Linked DNA regions of Bombyx mori: region 1 is linked to region 2. The links are chromatin contacts, called in public Hi-C maps. All regions are on one chromosome and are shown on one strand. The core of a region is the stretch at or near the end of the contact, and the rest is flanking DNA. Distances in the headings are between cores, read along the strand shown. Region 1 holds the start of Mek (MAP kinse-ERK kinase). Region 2 overlaps LOC101738898 (DENN domain-containing protein Crag).

The links. Hi-C and Micro-C count contacts between places; a contact is called where the count stands out from the background.
Region 1: a contact with region 2 is called in a Hi-C map of whole pupa, with 2.7 times the contacts expected there. The contact joins the promoter of Mek here to the enhancer-like site in region 2. A contact is called at or near these places in 2 of 7 Hi-C or Micro-C datasets (middle silk gland and whole pupa).

The regions. Positions count from the first base shown.
Region 1 is chr21:6,273,781-6,278,975 of ASM3026992v2, reverse strand. Mek (MAP kinse-ERK kinase) reads left to right here and starts at 2,218. Exons shown (of 9, transcript NM_001043457.1): 1 at 2,218-2,391; 2 at 2,919-3,073; 3 at 3,547-3,719; 4 at 3,979-4,254; 5 at 4,948-5,141. The coding sequence starts at 2,955. It overlaps LOC101739324 (chromatin assembly factor 1 subunit A), which reads left to right. Exons shown (of 6, transcript XM_038018440.2): 6 at 1-272.
Region 2 is chr21:5,700,289-5,705,443 of ASM3026992v2, reverse strand. LOC101738898 (DENN domain-containing protein Crag) reads right to left here. Exons shown (of 34, transcript XM_012693346.3): 23 at 4,919-5,030; 24 at 3,871-3,979; 25 at 3,148-3,345; 26 at 2,397-2,471. Among protein-coding and RNA genes, the nearest start is that of LOC101746488, 16 kb to the left of the region's middle. Within about 2 kb of position 3,218, at least 3 of the 8 cell types and tissues checked have open chromatin away from gene starts, as enhancers often do.

The DNA.
Region 1 (5,195 bases), core at 969-3,468, 570 kb before region 2:
ATTGAAAACTCTTGATTGCTTAATGCTTCAATGTTTGACCATATGATGCAAATGATTCATTTGTATTATTTTATTGAATAGTAAATTTAATATGATATTTCATTTGTAATTGAACAATATTTAAATATTTGAGCATATTATTTTAGTATTAGAGCTAGTTACATTAACAAGCAGCATTAGGTGATTTCTGTAAATAAATAAGCTTGATTTTATTTTAATGTATTGCCTAGGTTCTAATTTTATTTCAACATTATTATAAACCCATTTCTTAATATTGTACTTTTTTTGTTTTCATCCTGATATAGAAATTATAAAAGAAAGATAAATAGAATAATCATCACATAGCTGTGATGTTAGATTGTTTATATTTAATTTAGTTAATTAGGGTATACCTATGAATAAATAATAAGTCTATTTATTCATAGGGGTATACTAAACACAATGTACAGAACAGTGATTGATATATCTGTTCCGGGTTGAGATATCAATCTTGTGTCAAAGTGGGAACATACAATAAGGGTTAAAGGTATAAATAACTAGTAAATTAATCTGTGAATAATAAGTAGTGTCCTTTTAAAATGCCACTACACAATATGAATGAAGTTGATCGATAGTTTCAACAGAAAACTATGTTGAAGATACTCTCTAGTGGCTGTTGGACTTTGAACCACATTACTTCACTCTTCATTACACTGAATTGCTTTAGGTATTTTTGCGGGAATATGAGCAAAGCTGTCTGAATAGTTTTGTTAATTTAGTGTTTCTTCAGGTTTAAACGTGTAATAATAGTACATTATTTACTGTTTGGCATCTTAAAATACACAAATTTGGAAAAATTAAACAGCCGTTGGACGTGGCTTCATAAGTTCTTAAAAGTCCACTGAAGTCTCAGTAAATAACCATAATCTTACTGATCCTTTATTTCATCTCATCTCGTTTCATTTAATTTCATCTCAATTGATTACAGTCTCAAATGAATAAACTAAATTAAATCTCATTTCGCTCCATTATCTATACTTCTATACTAATATTATAAAGAGGAAAGATTTGTTTGTTTGTTTGTTTGTATCGAATAGGCTCCAAAACTACTGAACCGATTTGAAAAATTCTTTCACTGTTTGGAAGCTACACTATTCCCGAGTGACATAGGCTATAATCTTTTTTGAAAAAAATTTGGGATCCATACTACATTGCGTGCCCTGCGAAAACTATTGATGACAGAATAAAATAATGTACTACGACTTTGTAGAACATATTATTATTTACAAAAAGTGTCGCGACAGCATATGTCTAACTATTATAGTTATGCCACAATAAGTGTTCTTTTATATAAAAAAGTAAAACAACGTCGTTGAAATTTTTGCTAAAGATCCGAGCGAAGCCGGAGCGGGCTGCTAGTTTTTGATATAACAGAAAATTTCAAATTTTCTAATTATTTATTTTATAATTGAAGGTAGGTATTTAATAATTGAAGATTTTTATAAACTGGACATTGGCAACAATGGTATCGCAAGAAGCCAATTGCCATACATAAAAGACGAAGAATATCTTAAAGCAGCATGTCAATGAATTTTAATATTCTTATTCCAATCTAATAGTATTTTTCAATTTTTATTTTTTCTCATGATTTATGTTTGATTTTTTAATTGCATAAACGAGCAAAGCAGCTCAGAACTTGGAGAGCATAACAAGCAAAGCAGCTCAGAGAGTTACTGGAGCTCATATAGATCACAACGTATTTCTATAGTACTACTTGCAACGTAGATAACCACTATCATTTTTATGAAATAAATTAACTTCCTATAAAGTTGCCTGGAAGAAATCGATTATATTTCGATTTATGACATAACATCAATATTCTTGTTCATTGTTTTGTACATACCTACCTTAACCTTTACTTAAATTTTTGTTTGTTGAAGAAAGAAAAAAAGATATGAGAATTCCGAACATAAATCATTTATTATTATTATCAATATTTTGGTGATTAGATAATTTTTATTATTACTTGTTAGATTTGAATTTTTTGCGAGTAGTAGTCTGAAAAAAAAATTTGCTCAACTTGGTTTCTCGGTAAATTATAGAATCTAGTTCTATTTTTTTTTTATAACTTCAGGTTTTGTTTCAAAAGAGTAGTTAAGCTGTTTGGGTCACATTCTCTTTGCCTATCCAAAAGACGAATCAAAAAAATGTCATATCTACTTACGGCAAAAAATTTGCGAGTGACGAATATTCGATTTACATTTTCTTTTCAGTTAAGGTTTTTTCCGACATTAATTGCTGGGTTTGGGACTCTTTTTGAGTAGTTTTGTTTGTGTTTCAATTTTTTTGTAAGAAATACCGTTGCTGTGTGAACGTTATAAAATAATGCCTTGACAAATGGGTATTTGATGAGTATGAATCTTGTTTTTTCTTACAACGCTTTTTGTTGTTCATAAATTTTGCGGTGTTCGATGAAATTTCCATTTAAAATTAAGAAAAACTTCGTTTGAATATAATAATTGAATTCAATTCATAATGGCTCCTTGCTACATCCTTTTTGTTTAAGTATTAATAGATTTTAAATATTAATCATTAGTATCATAATTAGGCACTCTAACCAAAAATTTTACTCAAGAAAATGAATAATCCAAACAACAAAAACATTGTTTTTTTTATCAGAAACCAATAGTACAGATACATTACAGTATATAGACAGTAGATTATATTTAAGGGGAAAATAGTGTTTTTCTTTTTTAACACTTTCGAGATAACCTAGGACCTGAAATAGCTTATTTACCAAAACAAAAATGTCTTCACAAAACTTAAAGACGCAGGCATAGCTGGCTTACACTGGCAAGAAACTTAGAACTTGTCATTAAATTTCCAAAAACCTCAAAAAAATTAAACCCTCTTATTTAATAATAAATCAACTGTTGTAGATACTTCATGGATGAGGGAAGATCTAAAAAATCAAAATGAGTAAGATGTCAAAGAACAAACTGAATTTGACCCTTCCACCAGGGTCAATAGACACAAACCCAGCTGCCACGCCATCTAACATGACACCACAGCTCAAATCTGCTACTGCAAATGAGTAAGTATATAAATAATGAAACTTCGTTATGAGGTTGAAGTTATTAAATAGGGATTTTAATAATCTTTACAGCAGTAAAGTATTATTATCAAACCTAAAATTATTAAGAAATTCATTATTATAATTATAGAAGTTAAATTTTTGATTCTCAGATATCATTAAAACACTTGTTATGGTTTATTTTCGTATTTATTATTTTCATTTTATTATTTCCAACATTTCTAATGCTTTACATTACAAGAGTTAAACAGTTTATCAGTTTTTATTTGTTAATTGCTTAGGCAGGTGACCAAATTCATAGCCTACCTCTTTATATAGTGATAAATATAGCCAATGAACATCACAACAATGATATTATGGTCCTCCATATAAATGGAATGGCACCAAGTATATACTGCATTTCTAGCTTCTTAATAATATATATAAGCATATATATTTACATTGAAATTTTTTATGTTACTGTAAAATTGTTGTAGGCGGCAAGGGTTAGCAGGCAAGTCAAAGACAAGTATAGAGGCTTTAACTGAGAGACTGGAGCAAATTGAGATGGATGATACTCAGAGGCGCAGGATAGAAGTATTCCTCTGTCAGAAAGAGAAGATTGGAGAGCTGAGTGATGATGACTTTGAGAAGCTTGGTGAATTAGGTTAGTGATTTTATAAAGTATCTAAAATAATATTTGTACTAGTGAGTATTTTAATTTTCTGCTATTTTTAAATTACTTTACTGACAACTTCAAAGTTTAACTTGGTGATGACCTTTAAATGCTTAATTAAACTTACCCTATAATTGGTAATTTCAGGAAAAGTAAAAAATGTAATTGAAAAATAAGAATAACTAAACTATATAAAAGAATTACTAATTATATACATTGTTAGTGACTTTTAATTATTATAAAATTTCAGGCCAAGGCAACGGTGGAGTTGTAATGAAAGTTCGTCACAAATCTACCGGACTCATCATGGCACGCAAGTTGATTCATCTCGAAGTGAAACCGGCTATAAAAAAGCAGATAATCAGAGAGTTAAAAGTACTTCATGAATGTAACTTTGCACATATAGTTGGCTTCTATGGAGCATTCTATAGTGATGGCGAGATCTCTATATGCATGGAATACATGGATGGAGGGTCATTGGATCTTATATTGAAGAAGGCGGGAAGAATTCCTGAATCTATTTTAGGTAACGTTTAATTGATCTATGCTACATCAAATTAATAATTAATCGCTAGAAATTCTTACATGTTAATACAAATCATCTATTTGTATTATTTTGTATCTTTGTTGCAATATTCCATTGCATATGTCATTAGTTGTAGTTGAAAGGTTGGTGCCACATATCTGTTTATTAATGTTGCTAAATTACCTATTCTGCTAGAATGCTACAAGAATATATTAACTGTTGATTTTTCTTTAAGCTAATCTTAAACCACTTATTGTTAGTTGAGGGTATTCTAAAAAAAATCAGCAGTGTTGGTACACAGCAGCTTGCTTGAGCTCTATTGGAACCATATAGACGCTTGAAAGGCAAACGTGACTAAGTGACAATAACTGATTTGTTCATAAATGATACGCAAATACCATATTCGATGCGCAAAAAAAATATATTTCTAGGTCTATTAAAATCATTTCAATCCTACAGCTAGACTCGTTAAAATAGAATTTTTTTCAGGTATTTCAATTTTAAATTAGTCTACTGTAAAGTTAACGCATTGTCGCTTAGTCACGTTTGCCTTTCAAGTGTCGATATGAATGCTTCAGTGATCAGCTTGCACATTAATATATACTAACTTTTGTATATTTCTATAACCAATGATTAGAATAGACCTTAATAGAAGAATTAGAATAACCCTAGAATAATATTGTGAACTCTTAGGAACAATCACATCAGCAGTTCTCAAAGGTTTGAGCTACCTTCGCGATAAGCACGCCATCATGCACCGTGACGTGAAGCCATCGAATATACTTGTTAACAGCAATGGCGAGATTAAGATCTGTGATTTCGGTGTTTCGGGGCAGCTGATAGATTCAATGGCTAATTCTTTTGTTGGTACCAGGAGCTATATGTCAGTGAGTTGAATTCGATTTTTTTTCTAAAAATTTAAATTCAAATTTGACCAGAAC
Region 2 (5,155 bases), core at 1,969-4,468:
CCATACAGAGGAGGGCCGTTCGGATTGTCGATAATCCCATTCTCACGGATCGTTTGGAGCCTCTGGGTCTGCGGAGGGACTTCGGTTCCCTCTGCATTTTGTACCGTATGTTCCATGGGGAGTGCTCTGAGGAATTGTTCGAGATGATACCGGCATCTCGTTTTTACCATCGCACCGCCCGCCACCGGAGTAGAGTTCATCCATACTACCTGGAGCCACTGCGGTCATCCACAGTGCGTTTCCAGAGGTCTTTTTTGCCACGTACCATCCGGCTATGGAATGAGCTCCCCTCCACGGTGTTTCCCGAGCGCTATGACATGTCCTTCTTCAAACGAGGCTTGTGGAGAGTATTAAACGGTAGGCAGCGGCTTGGCTCTGCCCCTGGCATTGCTGAAGTCCATGGGCGACGGTAACCACTCACCATCAGGTGGGCCGTATGCTCGTCTGCCTACAAGGGCAATAAAAAAAAAAAAAAAAAAAAAAAATTTAATATTATTTGCCTATAGTGTAGTCTTGGCGAAATCTGTGATTATAGAAGTAAGATTATAGAAGATTATAGAAGTCTTTGACCATAGAACCATAATAATGTTCAAACTTAAAATTTCAATTAATTATAGTCGAATTTCGACTACTTGGGGACCACTAGTATTATAATATAATCAAACTAAAATAGTTAATCTAACATATTATATTCATTTGTGCTGTTCTTAATATCACAGATTCGCGTACGGAAAAACTGATCAAATTATTTATATTTCGAATTTTTTTTTCTCTCGAAGTTACCGTCATTTTTGTTAATACTGTGACATCGAAAAAATCAATGTCTAAGAGGCTGGAGTAATTTAACGAAATATATACATAAACAATAAAAAAATAGTTGAGATTTTAAAATGTATTAAAATAATAAAAGTTTTTGCGAGGCGAACGAAACTTATATTCGATGTGAAAGTTAAACTTTTGTTATATGCAAACAAAACTGCGGTCGTTATAAAGACACAATAAGCTCCAAGGTCTCACCTGAAGTAGTTCTCGATCATAGCCTTTCCGATTTTCATGTTTTCCTTTCGCAACGACAGCCGTGCAGGCGAATAGCGTCTAAGGAAATAAATAAGCTAGCATACGCGACTTGCTGTGCGGTTAAATTATAAAATATATATATATAAATAGTATATATAAAAATATGCAAATAAAAAAACATACACAAATTGATCACATACGAAAAAAATTAAAACGCTACTCAAGAATTTCGTTACATCGAATTTTATGAGATTGGTTTTTTTTTATTGTAAATCTACAAAGCAAAGGAAAAATAATAAATTTTAATGGAACTACATTTATTGGCAGTTTTTTTTTAATATATTTCTTTTGAAGTGCAGCCACCTTAAAACATGATGTGACTTCAAGATGTGTAACAAGTTTAATTCAGTTCAAGCGATTTGTTTAATGATTTAGTACAGTGTTTCCCAATTAGAGCTCCAGAGGTAATCTTAAGCACTCAATAAAACAAGAAAAATTATATTATTAACTTTTAAGGCATTTAAGCCTTCGTCAAACAGAACGCGTAATTAGCGCGCGTCAGAGCGCTAAACTGACTCCGTGCTATGACCCCGTGATGTGTTGTACTAATATAGTAACATACCGTCAAACAGAGCCCCAACGCTATAAGTACGCAGCGCTATGTCGCGGCATTAGGACGCTTTGACGTCAGGCGTTGAAATTTTTTACAAATTTTATTTTAGCGTCCGAGTGAATGTGTATTAAAATACTAGATAATGCCCGAAAAAATGATATAAATAGTTAGAAAATACCAATGCTTATACAATGCCACATCTGAATCACTCGATTTCTTAATACTTTTAAATTTTCACACTGCTATCGAAAGGCACTATGATTTGGCGAATACGTTGCGTCGAGGAGCGTTAAGACTCATCTAGTCAATTGGTGTGACATGAAAAGAGCGCGACGTTAAGTACGCGGCGCTAAGTACGCGTTCTGTTTGTCGAATGCTTAACAGATTTTCAATTTGTAATGTGAAAAATATTTCTTACCGGTGATAAAAATCGCACATCGATTTTTAGAAAGAGACAATCAGCTAATTTCGGTTTCGTATAGCATTGTCTCTTTCGCTCGAAACACTAAAAATCCGACCGCACATTACCCCGGTCTAGGACAAACGTCGCACGGGTAGTGTGCGACAGAGATAGCGCTCTACGACTACGCAAATACTCGATTATCTCTTTCCAAAAATCGATGTGCAATATTTATCGCCGGGTACTGTATTAATTCGTATTTATTTTCTCATTTCAAACTTAATCGGGAATCGCTGTTTTAGCCTTTACACTTCTAATGTATGTAAACAGAGCTGCTAATGCAAGCGCGATTGTTTTGTGACTCACCCGAAATTGAGCTTCAGAGTGTTCCCAAGGCTAACGAGGCTCGAGGAGACCGTCCCGGCGGGCACCGTCTCGCTCCTGTGCAGTTTCCTGCGCACAGGAAACTATCGAGGTTATCTTGTCACACGGACGCGTCGCCCCCCTAACCCGCCGCTGTGGGGGCGGTGTGGGGGGCGACTAGGTATTTAATAAGTTCATTTATTTTATCGAGCACTTTCATTTAAGATTCTTTTTTATACGTGATACTGTTTATAATTATGTTGAAATTTAGGAAGTAGATACTTAAAAAAAAAATGGTGTAATCCGAAATACCCAATTCTTCTGCATTAAGTACGAAAATTGTTTTTTATGTTTGAATGGGTCCGGTTCAAGGTGGGACAATCGGCTTCTAGACATTTTTCTTTACGAAATTTACTGGTGGTAAGTCGTCGTCTTCTGAGTCCGAACGGGTAGGTACCGCCACCCTTCCTATTTCTGGCGTAAAACAGTAATGCTTTTCGGTTTGAAGAGTAGGGTAGCCGTTGTACTGAACTGAGGCCTTTGGAACTCTAGTCTCAAGGTGGCGGCATTCACGTTGTAGATGTCTATGGGCTACGGTAACCACTTAACACTGGGTGGGCCGTGAGCTTGTGCACCAATTTAAGAAATAAAAAAATTGGTTCCCAATAATAAATTGATAAAGCTATCAATAATATAAATAAAAGTTGAGTGTTTACGGGTGCAAAATGAGTAAATAAAAAAGGAATATGTATACCCTAACTGTTCGGGCGGATCATCCTGGAAGGAGTTGCTGCGGCGATGGAAGAGCTTAGGGCTGACGCTAAGCTCGTGCTTCGGCAGAGGAGGGTCCGCGGGGGAGGGGGTGCGCGGGGGCGCCGCCTCGTCCGGGACAGGGGGGACGCTCAGGGCACCCAGGGGGTCGTCACTTAGTACTGGTGTTCTTGGCGATACTCTGCGATGTCAAATAAAGAAACCTTATTTAATACATGGTTAATTGTAAATAATGTATCGTCTAATGCGATTACGCAATATTCATATATGTGTGTTTGTCTACAAATAAAAATATATATAACAGGAGCATTCAGAAAAATATGTGTTTCGCTAGCAAATTTTTGTATTATTATTTCACTTTGTAAGTTTGTACTGGTGGATTTCATGGAACAGAAAATATTTGACAGATGCTTGAATCGTAATAACAATATTTTCAAGATAAGATTGCGTATACATTCATAACGTCGGTCTACCGATTTCACCTGCTCGAGGGAAGATCTTCCTTATTTCGTAACGTCCCAAAAGTTTATAAGAATTCACATATAAAAACCGATAGCACACGTTTCATATATAATATTTTGTTTTAACTGAACCAAAGTCGTGAATAAGAAACTTTTATGTTTTAGAATAATGTAGAATAATTTAGAAGATGAAAATAAAAAAAATACTCGGTTAAAAAAATTCTATATATCAATAAAATTCTGACCTGAGCGGAGAAGCCTTCGATGTTTTCAACGTCTCAACATCCACGTCCTTGTCAGATTCCTCAGGGAAGCTCAACGCCCTCGAACACTTCGTTTTCGCGTTCGAAATACCTAAAACAAAGTTTCTACATTGTTTTTGAAGTGAAACTTCTAATGTGACTTCCAACAAGGTTGCGTTAAGGGTTTAACGTTTCTGGGGAGGAGAAATAGAAAGAGACAGAGTGAGTGTGAATGCGTGACACTCGTACGCTTGCGCGTAGTATACCTGTTACAGGCCAGCGCGAGCCTTAGCAACGAGTAGCGTCCAAGAAGGATTAAAAAAAAATATATTTTTTTATATCTATCATTTAAAATATACATAATATAAATGTTGAAGATGTCGCGTCTCTTATACACAGCATTCCCTATTACAAGAGCAATCTGTTTTAAGAATGAAAAATGAAGAAAACCACAATACTACACATCGAAAAAGAAGTTTCACTTCATTCACGAGCACCAAGTTTTTTTTGGTCACGATATATCCGTTATTGTAACGCAATCGAAGTAGCGACGTATACTGAAGAGCCTGGTGCTAAAGCCGGTCAACATCAGCCTTAAGCTTAATCTTAATTAAGTAAAAGTGCTGCGCGTTTGCTGAACTGTAAATTTCCAAGCTCTGATTTAATTTAACGTCTCAGTAGCTGTGACGATGGTAACACGCTCCCTCACAAGCAAACCAAAAAAAACATTCAATGACTAGGTAAGCTAATGATGATTGATTACTCATCGATTTAGAAAATATAACTTTTCTAACTCATTTTTAAGAGACGCCGTTGACCCCGAAAGACCGGACGCCTGTATTTTAATTATTTAACAGCACGCTCGATGAAAAACATAAGTAAAATTGTTCACCCAAAAATCTTATCCTTATGCTTTGAGGAGTAACGCTACCTGAAAAACGATTCCTTACACACTAAATATCCATCGAATTTTAGTTTATATTAAATTCGAAGAATTCTAACGTAATTGAATGTAACATTCTATGTAGATGATAGAACAAATAAAGCTTACCCGTAAACGAAAGCCTCTGCAAGTTCTGCACTATTTGAGCGTCTCCCGCGAAACTTTCTGATCTCGTTAGAATGCGAAGATCCGATGGACTGTCAGGGCTGACGTGGATAGTCTAAAAATAATAAGCAGTCAATAAACTCATAATATATAAGAATACGCATATACAACCTGGCCTAGACTTTTCTAATGACGATTATATTAATAACTAGCGAACCCGGCGAACTTTGTTCCGCCACA